Regions from separate parts of the Sus scrofa genome. Here region 1 is linked to region 2. The links are chromatin contacts, called in public Hi-C maps. All regions are on one chromosome and are shown on one strand. Each heading gives the region's core, a stretch centred on a gene start, on an enhancer-like site or on the middle of the called end of the contact. The rest is flanking DNA. Distances are from core to core; before and after follow the strand shown.

Region 1 (7,354 bases), core at 275-2,774, 600 kb after region 2:
ACGTCGGAGCTGGAGTTTAAGGTCGAAAGGGGGCATTCCAGGCAGAGGGAACTGCAGGCAGAAGCGTCGGCGTGAAGGCAGTGGTGATTCGACTTCAAGTGACTTAAGGGCAAGCGTGGCGCTTGTTCGTGGGCGTGGGGAGGGCAGGAAGCTTCAGCGGGCTCTCTGCAAAGCCTTGCGGTTGCTAAACTGTGCGAACGGGGCACGATCGAATTGGGTTTTAGGAAGAAAACTGGTGGGAGGAGCCTGGTTTCTAGGAGGTCAGTTGGGAACTGGAGCTAGACAGAGCACCGGGAACGGGGTGGCAGGAGAGGATGCCCTGGGAGAGATGAGGCTTTGGTGGTGTCTTCCTGCCGTAGGGGGTGGGGGACAGCGTAAGCCTGTCTCTGCGGTGCCTCGGGGGGGAAGTTCCGCTCTATTCGCAGGAAGGTTGGGAGTTGCGGCTGTTTGTGGGAGTCAGGCCGGGCAGCCCCTTCCTCATTCCACACGGATGGGGAAGCGTCCGGTGTCCCGGCAGGTGTGCCCTGGGAGCTAGCCCGCGCGCGGGCCGCCCCCACTTTGCCCTGCTCCCCTGCCAGGCGGAGGAAGGGCCAGCCCATCGCTGTGGTCCCGGCAGGGCTGGTCGCCTAGTTGTCCACACCGTCCCCCCCAAGGAGAACCACCACTGACAGCTTCGTTCCTTTGGAACCCAGACCTCCCTGGAGCCCAGATTCCGGCCCCTCCTCCCGGCTCCCCTTCGGAGGAGGCGGACGCTCCAAGAGGAACAGGGAGGCCCGGCGTGGGGGAAGCTGCGGGCCGAGAGGAGGCGGCCGCGCCCTCGCGCCGCCCTCGACTGCGCCGGGCTCCCGCCCCGGCCCCCACCCCGGGCCTGCCGCCGAGCGCGCGTGCCGGGCCCCACGCGGGCGCGCGCTCCGACTCCGGGTCTTGGCGGCTGCCGCGGGGGAGGCGGGCACGTGGTGGGGCGGGGGCTCCACCTGGCCACGCCGCCGGCCCTCCGCAGGCTGCCCGGGCCGGAACGGGCGACGCGGCGGGCGCCCGGGGGCGGGGGCTCCGCGCGTTCCGGGGAGAGGCCGCGCGTCGCTGCCGTCGGGGCGGCGGGCGCGGTTCGCGGGGTGGCCCGGCCCCATGGTCCCCTGGCCAACTCCGGGGCCGCCGGCGCCTGCCCCCGAGCGCGCCGCCGCCGCCGCCCTGCGCCCGCCCGCCCCAGAGCTCGGCTCCCACGTCGAGGCGGGCGGGCGCCGCGGCCGGGTCCGACCTCCGCGAGGGCATTTGGGCGAGTCGGGTCCCGCCCCAGCCCCGCCCCCGCCTCGCCCGGCCCCGCCCCCGCCCGGGCTCCTCCCCTTCCTGCCGGCCGGCCCCCCGCGGCCGCCCGCCCGCCGCGCCCGGAGCGCAGCCCGCTGCTCCCCTCGGCCGCCCCGCCCGCCGGCCGCCCCGCCCCTCCCGCGCGGGCGGCCCGAAAACCCGGAGCGCGGGAGCGCGGCTCGGCCGGGCCGGGCGGCTGCACTGGGCATGCTCAGTAGCCGGGGCAGGTTTTTTGGTCGCAAGTAGGAAGCTTCTTGCACTACACCGGAGAGGGGGAGCCGCGGAGCCAGCGCGCCGCCGTGCACCGCCGCCGCGCCCGCCCCAGCCCGGCCCGGCCCCGCGGCGGCGCGATGAGCCCGAGCCCGAGCCGGCCCGCCGGGGAGTGAGCGCGGCGCGGAGGGCGCGTTGCGCAGCTGCTCCTGCGCACAACCCGGCCGGCGGCCCGCACCGGCAGGAGTGAGCGGCCGGTCCGCGCTGCGCCCGGCGCCGGAGCCGAGCGGAGCAGGAAGCGCAGGCCACGCAGGGACCCAACTGAAACAAAGTGTCGGCCGCCGGCGGCGCGGCGCCTCGCCCGCCCTGCCCCCGCGCCCCCCGCCCCGCCGCCCACCATGGCCTCCGAGGAGCTGTACGAGGTACCTCCCCTCCCCCCGGCCCGCCGCCCCGCCCGGCCCCCGCCCGACGGCCGGCCCGCCGCCCCCTCCCCCCCGGCCGCAGTTTGCTGGACGGAAGCGCGTGCGCCCGGGCCCGGCGGCGGCGGCGGCGCCCGACTTGCGGGGCCCGGGGTCCCGGCCGCGGGCAGGAGCGCTGACGCGAGCGACTTGCTCGGACGGAGCCCAAAGTGCCCGCGGCGGGGCGGTGGGTGCGGAGCCCCCGGCACCGCCCGGCGGGGTCTGTGGGCGGCGCGGGGGTGCTCTCCTGGCCGTTTGGCGGAGCGCTTCGGGGAGGGTTTGCCTCCGGTGTTGGGGGGGCGAGAGAAGAGTGCAACTGCCTCCCGACTCTGTGCTGGCCCGAGCGATGCAAAATATCGCACCGAAAATGCTCGGCGTGGACCACATGGTTTAATTAGGTTAGCATTGTGGCCAGAGCCAGGAAATTTAAATTTAACGCTGATACACCGTCATTCATTTGCGCCGCAGCGGTGCAAGTAAGAAGGGGCACCATCAGAGCTGTAAGTTATGGGCGATGGGTTTGCCAGCGTCGACTTCAAGTTGTGCGGTTGTCAGTTGGAATCTTTAGACATGTTTTGTACGCCTCGATGTAACTTCTTGACGTGTTGCAAAGTCGGCTTCCCGGGAGTATGGAAGCTTGGAAGCCTTTCTGTTCTTTTGGATAAAGGGTTCTTCTGTGGCGTATATATTTCCGTATATACATCTTCATGAGAGACTTAAAACTTGTGGAAACTCTCTGGGTTCACCTCTTGGAGGTGTTTAGGGACTTAGGAAGTGCAAGCGTCTGTAACAGGCAGAGCCCCTTGGCCCTCGTGAACCCTTCATAAGAAGCAGGTGAACCTTCTTCAGGCTCTTCTCCCGGAGTGGGTTATCGCAGTTGGCACCGAATGGAGCTCTCTTGCCAACAGTGATGGCCTTCTAGCAACTTTCTGTTGCTTTTGAAAAGCAAGTGTTTGCAAACGTTCTCTGTAGGAGGTTTTGCCATGTGTAGACTTGGTGGTGGGTTTGTGGCCTGCCCTTACATTGTACGTGGTCAGTGTACCTTGGCTGGCACTGAACATGGTCCATTCTCTTCAACCATTTTACACCTTAGCGATGCCAGACTGTGCTCAAGATACTGTCTGGGGAGGTTTGGACAAAGGGGGAAAAAATCTCCTGGTTTTCAAGAAGGAAGGAGGGTGTTGTCTGGGGAAGGCCCAGAAGTAGAGGCCGAGACAGAGCTGGGAAAGTACGTAGCATGAGGGTGGGAGGGCTTTGGTTTCTCTATGGACTTATTCTTTGAGCGTTTGGGCTTGAGAATCCACGCATCGTTCATTTTTGTGACTATAAATACTGAGTCAGTTAACTCATTCCGTGAGTGTTTGGGTGAAGGTAGCACCTTATACGTAAGTTGTATCTCACATGTGTAAAAAATTGTCCTGAAGGTAAAACCGTTCCACCAGCGCGTTGTGTGCCCAATTGAGAGCTTTCTTTGTTTACTCTGTACCTTCCGGGTTTCTCCTCACCACTTTCCTCGCAGAAGGCATTTACAGGTCGTATCTTCTACAAAGTTTGCGTTTGTTCAGCGTGTTTATTGAACCCCTGCCCTCTGGAGGTTCCGTGGGGAGATGGGCTCTGAGGGATGGAACTGGCTCAGGTCCTCAAAGACCCGCGTTGGGAAAGAACTGGGTGCATTGCAGAGAAAGGACGCACGTGTGCACCTGAACTTAGGATTCTGAGTTTTTGTTTGGGGAAGTCTTCAGAGGATAGTTGAGGTGCTAGCAGGTGGGGTGGTCGGTGCTTTAAAAAGATCTAACTTCTCCTTTACTTGAAGGCAACACTGAGGCTGTTAGGAGTGAAGGTTGCTGTTTGAAAGTGCTGCGTGGGTTTGGAATCAGAAAACCGAGCTGTGGAAATCCGGCCCTGTCACCTGGAGTAAATTAACCTTGAAAGCTCGGTGTCCTCATCTGTAAAACCCGGGACCAGGGCTTGCCTCCTAGAGCCGTGAAGTTCAAATGGAAAGATATGCAAAGCATACCCACGGCTCCCAGAGACCAAGTGCCACCTTCTGAGTGTTAGCTGACCTAGCATGCCTCTCTGAGGCCAGGTTTTGTTTCTGAAAATATGGAATTGTACTGTTTTGATCAAAGTGGTGTCATTTGTGGGGCAGAAACAGTAGCAGTTGTAGGTGTAACACCGCAGCCTGCCTGACAGGTGTGTGGGGTTTTTTTTGGGGGGGGGAGACGACACTAAGGTGTGTTCGTACCCAGGGCCTGGGGCATTAGTTGCCTGATGTGGTCCAGTTCTGCCTCATTGAAGTGGAAGTTTCATGTTTGGCCTCAAGCTCCACAGTTCTAGAAGGATATTGTAGCAGGAGGGCGTTCAGAGTCTTGCCTTTTGCGGTAGTTTGGCGTGTGAAGAGCGCGGGTCCGTCGTCGCCTCTGAACTTGGGCGCATTGCCTGATCGCTAAGCCTCTGCTTTCTCACCCCCACCCCCAGTGAGATCTCCAGCACGTATGAGCACGGCTCCTGGTGTGTGGTGTGTAGGTGCTTCGTGACTGTTGACGTGGTTGTTGTAACCATGGCGTGGGGACCAAAAATAAGGGAATGGAGCAAGACGGGTCCGGGTGTTGGCCTTGCCGGGTTGGAAGAACAGGCTCGATTGAGCCCCAGCATCTCTAGCAGCCAGGATGGAGGGGATGCTCTTCATTTACCGCACTTCGAACTTTATAGTTTTCACAAGAAGACCAGCATCCTTTGGGTCGGGCCGTGACCTTTGTGTGGAGGGCCAGGAGGTTATCCCCGCCGGAGGCCGGGCGGGCCCCACGCGCTGCCGGAGGAGCGCAGAAGCAGCTGCGGGCCAGGCCTAAAGGAGTGGGTGCTGAGCGCCAGTGAAACCGTTATGGGCGGTAAAACTCAAATTTCGTGGAATTCTTACATGTTATGGAATAGTCTTCCTTTAAAATATATATACATATATCACTTAAAAATGTAAATCAGAGCCTTCGCCCGTGGGTTCCATGAGGACTGCGGGTGGGCCTGCGTTTGCTCACCTCTGCCTGATGGTTCGCTGTTCTGAAGCCGAAGTTGACCCTGGGGTTGGGGCGTCAGGGTGGTGGGAGGGGAGCAAAGGCCTTCCAGCCCCAATCCCAGCTCTGGCCTTAGAGCCGCAAGGCCTGGGATCCCCTCCTTTCGACGGAGGCCAGGACCCCCGCCGCTGTGGTCTTAGGTACCTGTCTCCCGCCCTCCGCTGCTCTAAGTGGAGTGATGCTGACGCCCTGGAGGCTCGGAGGCGTCCGTGCATTAACATGTGAAAGCAGTTTGGAGTTGATGAAAAGCTACACTCTGGTGTTAAACGGTTACCTTATCCTAGGAACCGCTTTCTCTCCCATTCTTAAAGAAATTAAAAGAAAACAAAACACAAAAGAACCACCCAAATTCTGAAAGCCAGCCTTTTTTCCTTTGAGATTTAAAAGCGTGGCTCCGTTGATTATGTCGCCAAAGAAAACTGCGAGATTCCTCTCACCTCAGTAGGTGAGTCCTTGTGGGACCGAGCAAGGAATCTCTAAGACCGCGGAAGTGGGTTCTTGTGGTGTGTCTTCAGGGTTCCTTTTCTCCACGGGTGTAGGTCCCCGCCCCCAGAACTACTCCAATAGCTAATTTAAATTTCGAGTGAGCTCAGTGACCGTCTTGGCCTCCTGAGGAAACATTTATCCCACACGGGCACGTTAGAGGCCAAAAAAATGGAAGCAGACTTTTAAGAATGAAATTAAGCCTGGCTTACAAACGTGCCTTAAAGTCGATGCGTTTGGAAGGGCGATCAGATCGAGGAGGAAAGCTGAGTCTTCCCTGTTTCTCTCCTTACTTTGGGGTAAGAGTCTCCCACGCACCCAGGAATTTTATGTACTTCGACCAAAAGCACAGTTGTAAAGAAAACCTGCGGGTGTCGTTCACACGGGAGTCACAAAGATCCGGAGACTTGGTGTGGATGTTGGTCAAGACGAACCAGCATCTCTTGGGCACGTGGTGGGCTGGCTGTCAAGGTTGGGATCCGCAGTCCCCACTCTGTTCCCGTTAATGACCCTGACTGGTCTGCTTGAGGACACAGGTTCCATCCCTGGCCTCGCTCAGTGGGTTAAGGATCACGCGTTGCCGTGAGCTGTGGTGTAGGTCGCAGCTGCGGCTCGGATTCTGCATCGTTGTGGCTGTGGTGTAGGCGGCAGCTGCAGCTCCGATTCAGCCCCTAGCCTGGGAACCTCCACATGCCACAGATGTGCCCTAAAAAGACCAAAAACAAAACAAAACAAAACAAGATCCCCAAAACGAGAAGACAGAAAGGGTCATTTGATTTCTGTAACTGGTTGTGGGGTAACAGTCAAATGTGTGTGTTGAGAATTAACACCCTCTTAAATGTGACTGGCTGAGAATATCGATGCGTTCGCCTGGTCAGTGTGGCCACACCTGCTGGATGCGCTTTTTCTTTGAGCTGTCTTTCAGTCCCTCTGTACTTCAATTACTCATATTTTTTTGTGTGCTTGTTGTGGTGCCTCAGCATCCCTGAATCTTTTCCGCATGCTCTGTGATGCTTTTAACCAGCGAACATACTTTCATGGAGTTCTTTGCTTGCAGAGTTATGAGCCTCAGGTTTTCGAGCACCTGAGCTGAGTGGAGTTTTTGTGGACAGGGAGTCATGCTGGGTGTAGCTGTGGGCACCCCACATCATCGGGGACCCTGTTCAAGGACAGGCTCTTGGGCCCAAACTGTGCGATTGTAGTTTTCAGTGTTTGGAGTCTCGGTTTCAGAAAGCTGCTTTCCAGAATACAGGTGGATTTTGAAGCCTCTGGATCCCACTGCTCTGGGGAGGGGTTGGGATCTGCCCTTGCAGAGGTCAAGTTCCAGGTGGAGCAGACTGGTCCCTTTTGCAGGCTCTTGACCGTCGCCCATCATTAACTGAGTCATTTCAGGAAGGGAGCTTTAGAAACACACCAGGTAGTTAGGTAAGGGCTGTTTCTGGAATGTCTGTTTTCTGCCCTTCTGTGGCATACCCGTCCGCCAGATTGCAGGATTGGTGCAGACATGCTTTAAAAGGAGGATTTTTTTCTGGTCATTATTTTCCACAGTTCAGATGTTGCAAGCGTTGCCTAATTGTTGAATCACACTTTACTAAAAGAGTGAATTAAAGGAATGGCCTTACCCCCAACTCCCCTCCGCCAGACGTGATGCCCCTAGGATCTGAATTCCTGGTCGGCATGTGTGGTTTCAGCTCTAGGATGGGGAGGAGGTCTGACTTCACCGTTGGGCACACAAATGTCATTCTCTCATTCTCTCCGGCTTCTTAAGGGGAGGGCCCTGTCCCCTGGCGAGTCTGGGAAAGGTCTTTGCTTTGGTATGAAGGTGTTTCAAGG
Region 2 (7,045 bases), core at 3,957-6,456:
TCTCCCTCCTTGGACACCTGGTGGGAAGGGGCCTGGAGGCTCTGCAAGCTTGTCCCTAGGTTTCCAGGCCACTCCTCCCCTAGCTGAGTGTCAGCCCAGGTCACAGGGCTCACAGCACAGCCTGAGCCCTGACGGGTGAGGCCATGGGGCTACGGCACACTGGAGGGAGGAGAGGCCCGGAGCTCCGGGCAGGGAGCCCCGAGCGAAGCCTGAGCAGCTGCAGAGCACAAGGTTAGAGCAGAAAACATCAGGGCGAGAGGGAGCGGCGGGCTCCCAGGAGGCGGCGGGTGCGCACCAGACCCGGGACACGGGCAGGGCAGCCCCAGCCGGGAGCCTGCACACGGAAGAGACTCAAAACCAGGTCCCTGAATCGAGCGAGCACCCAAACGCCCAGAGAGGTAAACCTGGTCCCCCCTGGAAGGGGCAGGAGCCCCGGCAGGGAGGCGGACCTGGGGCGGGGCTGTGAGAGGCAGGACCCCAGGCCCCGCTCTGGCCCCCCTGCCCCAGGGCCCAGCGGGCTGGTCAGAGGTGACCTCTGATCTGCTCCTGACCCGGGTGCAGCCTCTGCTCTATTTTCAGCCACTTGCACCACGTAAACTGGGGGGCTCTGCAGTTGTCCCCACATCAGGTGGCGATCGCCACCCCCCCCTTGTTTTGAGAGCAGAGCGCTGGTCCCCTAGAGCTGACGGGGTGGAGTCCGGCTGGTGGCCTGTGCCCAGGCCCCTCTGGTAGGTTCCGGACACCTCCCTTCCTGGTCCTCCATCTCAAATCTACTAGCCGGTCTGCAGGATGCAGGCAGACCATCATCGGTGCTGAAGGTGAACAGACGTTACCCCGGCACCCCCACAGGGCTCTCCGGGAGGGGCCTTATTTGGAGAAGAGGCCAACGTACCACGTTGGAAGCTGGGCCCTCCACCAGCTCCTCCTGCAGGCCTTCTGTGTTGGCCCCGACACGCCTACAGCCACGTCTGGTCTCTCAGGAAAGCCCGCGCTCTCTCTCCAGGGAAAGGTCAGACAGCCTGACCCCTTCTCACACCTCCCCTGCCTCCCCCCATCCTCCGCCCAGCCTTGCTCAGCACAGCAGCCAGAGTGCCCAGCAGGCACATCAAGCCACACCCTGCTGGGAGCTCTCTGATGGAAGCTGCCCACCTCTGAACAAGAGCCCCACTCTGAGCGGACTGTCCACTCCCCACCCCCAACCTCCCACTTCCTCTACCCCCCTCTCTCCCCTCCAGCAACAATGGGCTCTTCACTACTTAGAGCCACTGGGCACACGCTGGCCTCAGTGCCTTTGCACTTGCTCTGGCCGCTGCCTGGAAGCTATTCTCCAAGTATCCACAGAGTTCACGCCCTGCTTCCTCCAGTCTTGACTCCCAGGTCACTTCCTCTGAGCCCTCCTGGACCAGCCCATCTGAAAGTGAGGTCCCCCGCCCCGACCCCGACAAATCATAGCAACTCTTTTTCCTACTTTTCTTCTCTTCTGAACATGTACACCCAGCTCAGGTAATTTTGTAACTTATCTTTATCACTGGATATCTCTCGCCCAGAAGAGACTCACAAGGGCAGAGGTTTTGTGTCTGTTCTAGTTGCTGCTGTGTCCCCAGAACCTAGGCGACACTCAGCACAGGGGAGGCACCCACTGGGCACTTGGTGAGCGAATAAAAAACCAAAATGTTGGTTTTTCAGTCATCAGGAATCAAAGATCACCCGACTACTTTGGAAGTAGAATCTGGGCTGCAGTGCTGGAATGGGCATTATTTTTTAAAAAATCAAAATAGTGCAAGAGCCCCAAACAGTCATTGGGGAAATTCTGCACATTTGTCTTTTATTTGTTTATTTATTTATTTATTCATTTATTTAGTCTTTTTAGGGCCGTACCTGTGGCATAAGGAGGTTCCCAGGCCAGGGGCCAAATCAGAGCCACAGCTGCCTGTCTACACCACAGCAAGGCGGGATCCTTAACCCACTGGGCAAGGCTAGGGATCCCACCTGTGTCCTCATGGATACTAGTCGGTTTGTTACCGCTGAGCCATGACGGGAACTCCTGCACGTCTGTCTTAAAGTAAACCTTCCCAATTGTGAGAGCCGCGGCGGGCAAGAGAGCTCGCCACGTCTGGTCAGGAAACCCTGAACCACGTTAAATATTACATAGAGCAGATTTAAGTCAGACTCGGCCCCGCCTGTGTCATTGTGTGGAAAAAGCAGAAAGGGCACCTCTGTCCCCTCGGGCAGGGGGACGAGAGATGGAGGGTGGGTGTGTCAGAGCCGGGTGCAGAGGTGAGAGGCCAAGGCACCAAGGAGAAGAACAGAAACCAGACAGGCCCCGCGCTCCGCCCAGACAGAGGGCCCTGCGCCGCCAGGCCACACAGGGGTTAAAGACCTCTGCCCACATGCCACCTGGAAACTATGTGTGGCCAAGGCCAGCACCCACGCGTGCGTGGATCAGAGGGAACGTGCCCCCGCCACGCCTGCTCCCACGGCAGTGCTCCGGGGCCCCAGACACAGGCTGTGCACCTGCCTGACCGCACAGCGAATTGAAGATGCAGGCGGGGGCCGAGGCTTCCCCACCCTCTGCAGGTCTTCGGTCCTACATTTATGAGAGTGACCGGCCTGCTGCCCGCTCAGCCTGTGGAACCCGGAAGTGTCCACAGAGCTTCTGATGAGACAAGCCTGCCAGTCTAAGCCAGGCCAGAACTACTCGGTGAGTTTTAATGGAAGGGATCCGATGCCGAGTGGCACTGAGAACACGGCCTCTCCAGCACCACACGCATCTGATGCCTTTGGCGGGTAGGGCCTGTGCATCCAATCTTTTCATGCAAATCATTAATCAGCCTGGAAAAAGGTGGGATCTTCCTTTACATAACGGAGACACATTCTACTTAGAAAACAACTTTCCCGGAATTAAAGGGAGCTGAAAGAGGAGGAGGAGGAGGCTGGGAACTCGGGTGGTGCCGGGGGAGGGCCAGCGTGCCACCCAGCGGAGACCCGAGGACCAGAGCAGGGGATGGATGCCCCCTCCTGGGGCCCCGGGGCCGCCCTCACCTCTCCCCGGTGCTGAGCTGAGCTGGCCCTGGGGGAGGCCCCCTCCGGTCAGGCCTCCAGCCAGGACAACGATTCCCCGTCCCACCAGGGCTGTCGGCACAGGCTTTACACGCAACCCAGACCCGCATCTAACAGCCGCGACCCCCCCTGTGCCCCCACCTCCTCTAACACTCACTTCTCATTTTCCTTCTCAGACACTTGGAAACAGCTCTCGTATCCCCTAGCATCTGGTTTCTCCCTGGGGGTCCCCTCTTCCTGGCCCTGTCTCCTTGGAGGGCCCCCTCTGTGGGGGACTGTGCGCTGACACCTCCCAAACCCAGAACGGACCCGGCACAACTCGCACAGAGGGACAGAGCCAGGCGCGTGTGCAGGGCAGGTCATGTGCCTCACGCACACCTGCCTTCTGCTCTGGATGAGGCGGTGTCCCCACCAGCCCCCAAGGCGACCAAAGCTACACCTCCTCCGTACCATCTACAACCCCGGCAGCCAGCAGCCATTAAGGGGGACAACGAAGGCCACAGTCACGGAGGGCTCACTACGTGGGACACGGGGCATGAACCTCTGTTCTCACAAGTGGGCATCGGGGACTGTGCTGCGGGGGAGGGGCCAGACGGGAGCGGATTTCCAGAGCCCGCCCCGGGTCACAGCCGAGCTGGGTCCCCAACAGAGTAAGGCTGGGGGGGTGGATATGGAGCAGGAGAGGGACGGGGGGGGGGGGGCAGAGGGGAGGGCAGGGACGGCAGGCTCTCTGCCCAGGCTCTGGGGCTCCTGCTTGTTCACCCCACCTTGTTCCAGAAAGGACACAAGTCACTGAGCAAATTGTTCCTTCAGTCTAAGTTTCCTGGGCTTGGACCTTCATTTGCTAAATTAAAAATATAATAACTCACACAGCCAAGGAGTAAATCAAGGTAAACTGCTGCCCTGCTTGAAACGCTACTGAACCACCCCCAGAGCAGCCACAAGTGCCAGGCCAGGAGCAGGCGGTCTCACTCAGGGCCTGCAAACCCTCTGGCTTCGGGAACCTGTCCAAGTGACGCATCTGCCAGAGGATGTGTCATGAGAATGAGCTAATTATCCACAGAATTCACAGGCTGGGGTGAGGCTGTCACCAGGGGGGCTGGAGACCGCAAGACCTCAGGCAGACAGGCAGCTTCGGAGACCCTCGGTAAATGGGGACCCTCCGTAAACTATGTCTCTTCAGGAAGTGCCCCCAAAAGTGCCCAGGCCCTGCTTAAAGGACGGCTCTGGGAGGCGTCACAGAGTCTCAGAGCTGCAGGTGGCCGCACAGGTGTGGTGGGGGGCTGACCCAGTCCCTCCTTCTCAACCTCGGGTCTGGCTTCCTCCCCTCCAACCTCCTCTCCGCGGCCTCCAAACGCCAGCCCGCGAGTAGGAAGTGGGAAGCCACCCAGTTCTCTGAAACTCGAGTCCCCAAGAGCCAGGAAAGTCACAAGGCTCGGGAGGAGGCGGCCAGGGTTAATCAAACCCGAATGCGGACGCACCCCGCGGGGCCCCTCCTGGAATGACAGAGGCCACGTGGCACCTCGCACGTCGGTCAGCAGGGACAAGGGGCGCGGCCCTGCCCGGCTAGGACCGCGAAGGGGCTGCCAGACACGGCGCGACCCCCGCCGGACGCTGCGCTGAACTCTCCCAAACGTCCCCCCGCCCCTCCTGCCGCGGCCAGCGCTGGACGGTGGTTGACCTTGGTGATGGTCAAGGCAACCAGCCTCGGCCAGGGGCCACGGTGCCGATGTGCGGATTCCTGCCGCTGCCACTGCGGCCCGGGCGCCCCTCGCCTGGGGGAAGGCGGAGCCCCTCTCCCTGCACGTCGAAGGAGCCCGCACCCTCCCCCCGGTCCCCGACTCCCACCCAGTGCCCCGAGAGCCCAGCCCCGAGGCCGGGCCCGCGCCCACCTTGGCGCAGCGGCGCGCGCGCCAGCTCCGGCCGGTCCTCGGGGAAGGCGTCGCGGAGGCGCTGCCACAGGCGGCCCAGGTCGGCCAGGCTGCGGTGCAGGTACAGCACGCTGCGGTCCGACCACTCGGTGCGGATCTCGAAGAACTCCTCCTCGTCGCCGCGCCGGCTGACGATGAGCCTGCGGATGCCGTTCACCCAGCAGCCGCGCACGAACATGTTCACGAGCGACGTGCCCTCAAACACCGCCGAGGCCATGCCGCGGGCCGCGCATGCCCCGGCCGGCAGGGGGCGCGCCCGCCCGGGCCGGGGGCAGCCCGGGGCCGGGGTCCGCCCAGAGTCCGTCGGGCGCCTGTATCTGCCCGGGATCTGCGCGGAGCCGGGGTCAATCCAGGGCCGGGGTCCGCCCGAAGTCCGTCCGGCGCCGGGATCGGTCCGGGATCTGCGCGGAGCCGGGGTCTGCCCGGCCTGGGGTCGGTCCGGCGCCGGGGTCCGTCCGAGGTCTGTCCAGAGTCGAAGAGACCTGGGATCTGTCCGGAGCCGGAGTCGGTCAGGGTCTGCCCGGGCTCAGTCCCGGGCTGGCGCCCCTCCGAGGTCTACTTGGGGCCGGGGTCCGTTTGGGCTCCGTCCGGAGACCGGGTCGGTAGGAGGCCTGCTCGAGTCCGGGTCCGTCCCGGCCCGGGGTCGCGGCGGAGCGGGTCTGCGGATGTCGGCCGGGCCTCCGCGCGCTCTCCCGGAGGGCGAGGCTACGAGCGGCGGGGCCGGCCGAGCCGAGGCTTATAAGGCACTTCCCATCGCGGGCGGCGCGGTCGCCGACGTCGAGGCCGCGGCCGCCTCCGCCTTCCCCGCCTCCAGGCAAGAGGACACGCCGCGCGCGGAGGGGTGGCCTGGCCGCCGCGCCCCGCGCCGCCTCCCGAGCCCGCGCTGCTGGGGCCGCGGGGACCCCCGGCCGCCGGGCGGGGCGGAAACCCCAGCGCCGGCCCCGCCTCCCGCCTCCCCCCTCCGCTCCGGGTCCCGAGCCGCCGGCCCGGACTGGACGAGACTGGGGGTGGGAGGGCCGGCCGGCCTGTGCCCGCCGGGTTCCTGGGGAGACTCTTGTCTTTCCGTTTCTCGATCCTGCGCGCCCCACCCGGCCCGCGAGGGGGTGGCAGTGGCACGTGTGCGGGCGGGGGGCGAGGGCGGGGCGCACGGGCTCCGGGGACTTGGCGCCGGGACCGTCTGCCAGGTTCTCCACTGCGCGCCGCCCCCCCATCCACCCTGGGCCGGGCCGGGCTGGGGCGGCCCCCGCCCCGCGGCCCCCGCGCATTCCAGTCGCGCCGCTGCCTGGCCTTGGCCCGGACGCGGCTGGAGACAGACGGGGACGCGGCGGGACAGACAGGCCCGCGCCAGCCAGCCGAGGGGCCGCCCTCCAAAAGGAGAGGGGACCTCCCTGCTGAGAAGTGGGACCGACCCGCGGTGGGAAAGAGCATCCCCGCGGCAGCGGGGGCCCTAGGTGAGCGAGGGGATTTCGGAAGCGGACCCGGGGAAGCCGCCCGCCTGCAGAACTCTGGTTCACAGCGGCCTGCTCCTCACGCTGTTCCTAATTGGGAAGAAATTTCGAACGATAGGTCCAGAATCGGAAGTTAGTTCAAGAACTGCAAGTTGGTTCCAGAGGCTGCAGGGACCTCACCCCGCCCCAGGCGGTGGAGAAAGAGCCTGGGCGCAGAAAGGACTGGGGCCGGGGCAGGTTGCCGGTGACTTGATTCAATCCAGACCGAGAGGTGCGCACCCCTGCTTCCCGTTTCCCGAGAGACAGACACACACACACAGACACACAGACACAGACACACACACACACGTTTTACTCAGTGATTTGCCCTTATCCTGTCTTCAAAGTTCATCATCCAAGTTTATCTTTACCTCCCATTTTCCGTGTAAACTGGGAAGAGAAGGTGTTTTCCACCGCCTGGGGACCCCGCCATGCGGCAGCGGTCACTAAGTGCTGGTGACTGAGAGACTGGCCACCTAGTCGCAGGAGGGGCGGAGGGAGGCTGCGGGGGGAGCCAGGCAGGGCAGAGTTTCACCTCTTCCCACAAAGCCCCATCCTCAACCTCTG

The links. Hi-C and Micro-C count contacts between places; a contact is called where the count stands out from the background.
Region 1: a Hi-C map of embryonic fibroblasts shows a contact between it and region 2, with 1.8 times the contacts expected there. The contact joins the promoter of CDYL here to the promoter of LOC110261697 in region 2. A contact is called at or near these places in 1 of 47 Hi-C or Micro-C datasets (embryonic fibroblasts) and 1 of 2 datasets of contacts at active chromatin or transcription factors (alveolar macrophages).

The regions. Positions count from the first base shown.
Region 1 is chr7:2,844,379-2,851,732 of Sscrofa11.1, forward strand. CDYL (chromodomain Y-like protein) reads left to right here and starts at 1,525. Exons shown (of 7, transcript XM_021100128.1): 1 at 1,525-1,934. The coding sequence starts at 1,911.
Region 2 is chr7:2,243,173-2,250,217 of Sscrofa11.1, forward strand. It overlaps LOC110261697 (collagen alpha-1(III) chain-like), which reads left to right and starts at 5,207. Exons shown (of 3, transcript XM_021099999.1): 1 at 5,207-5,648; 2 at 5,735-6,442. The coding sequence starts at 5,207. PXDC1 (PX domain-containing protein 1) reads right to left here and starts at 5,814. Exons shown (of 6, transcript XM_001928852.5): 1 at 4,953-5,814. The coding sequence starts at 5,208.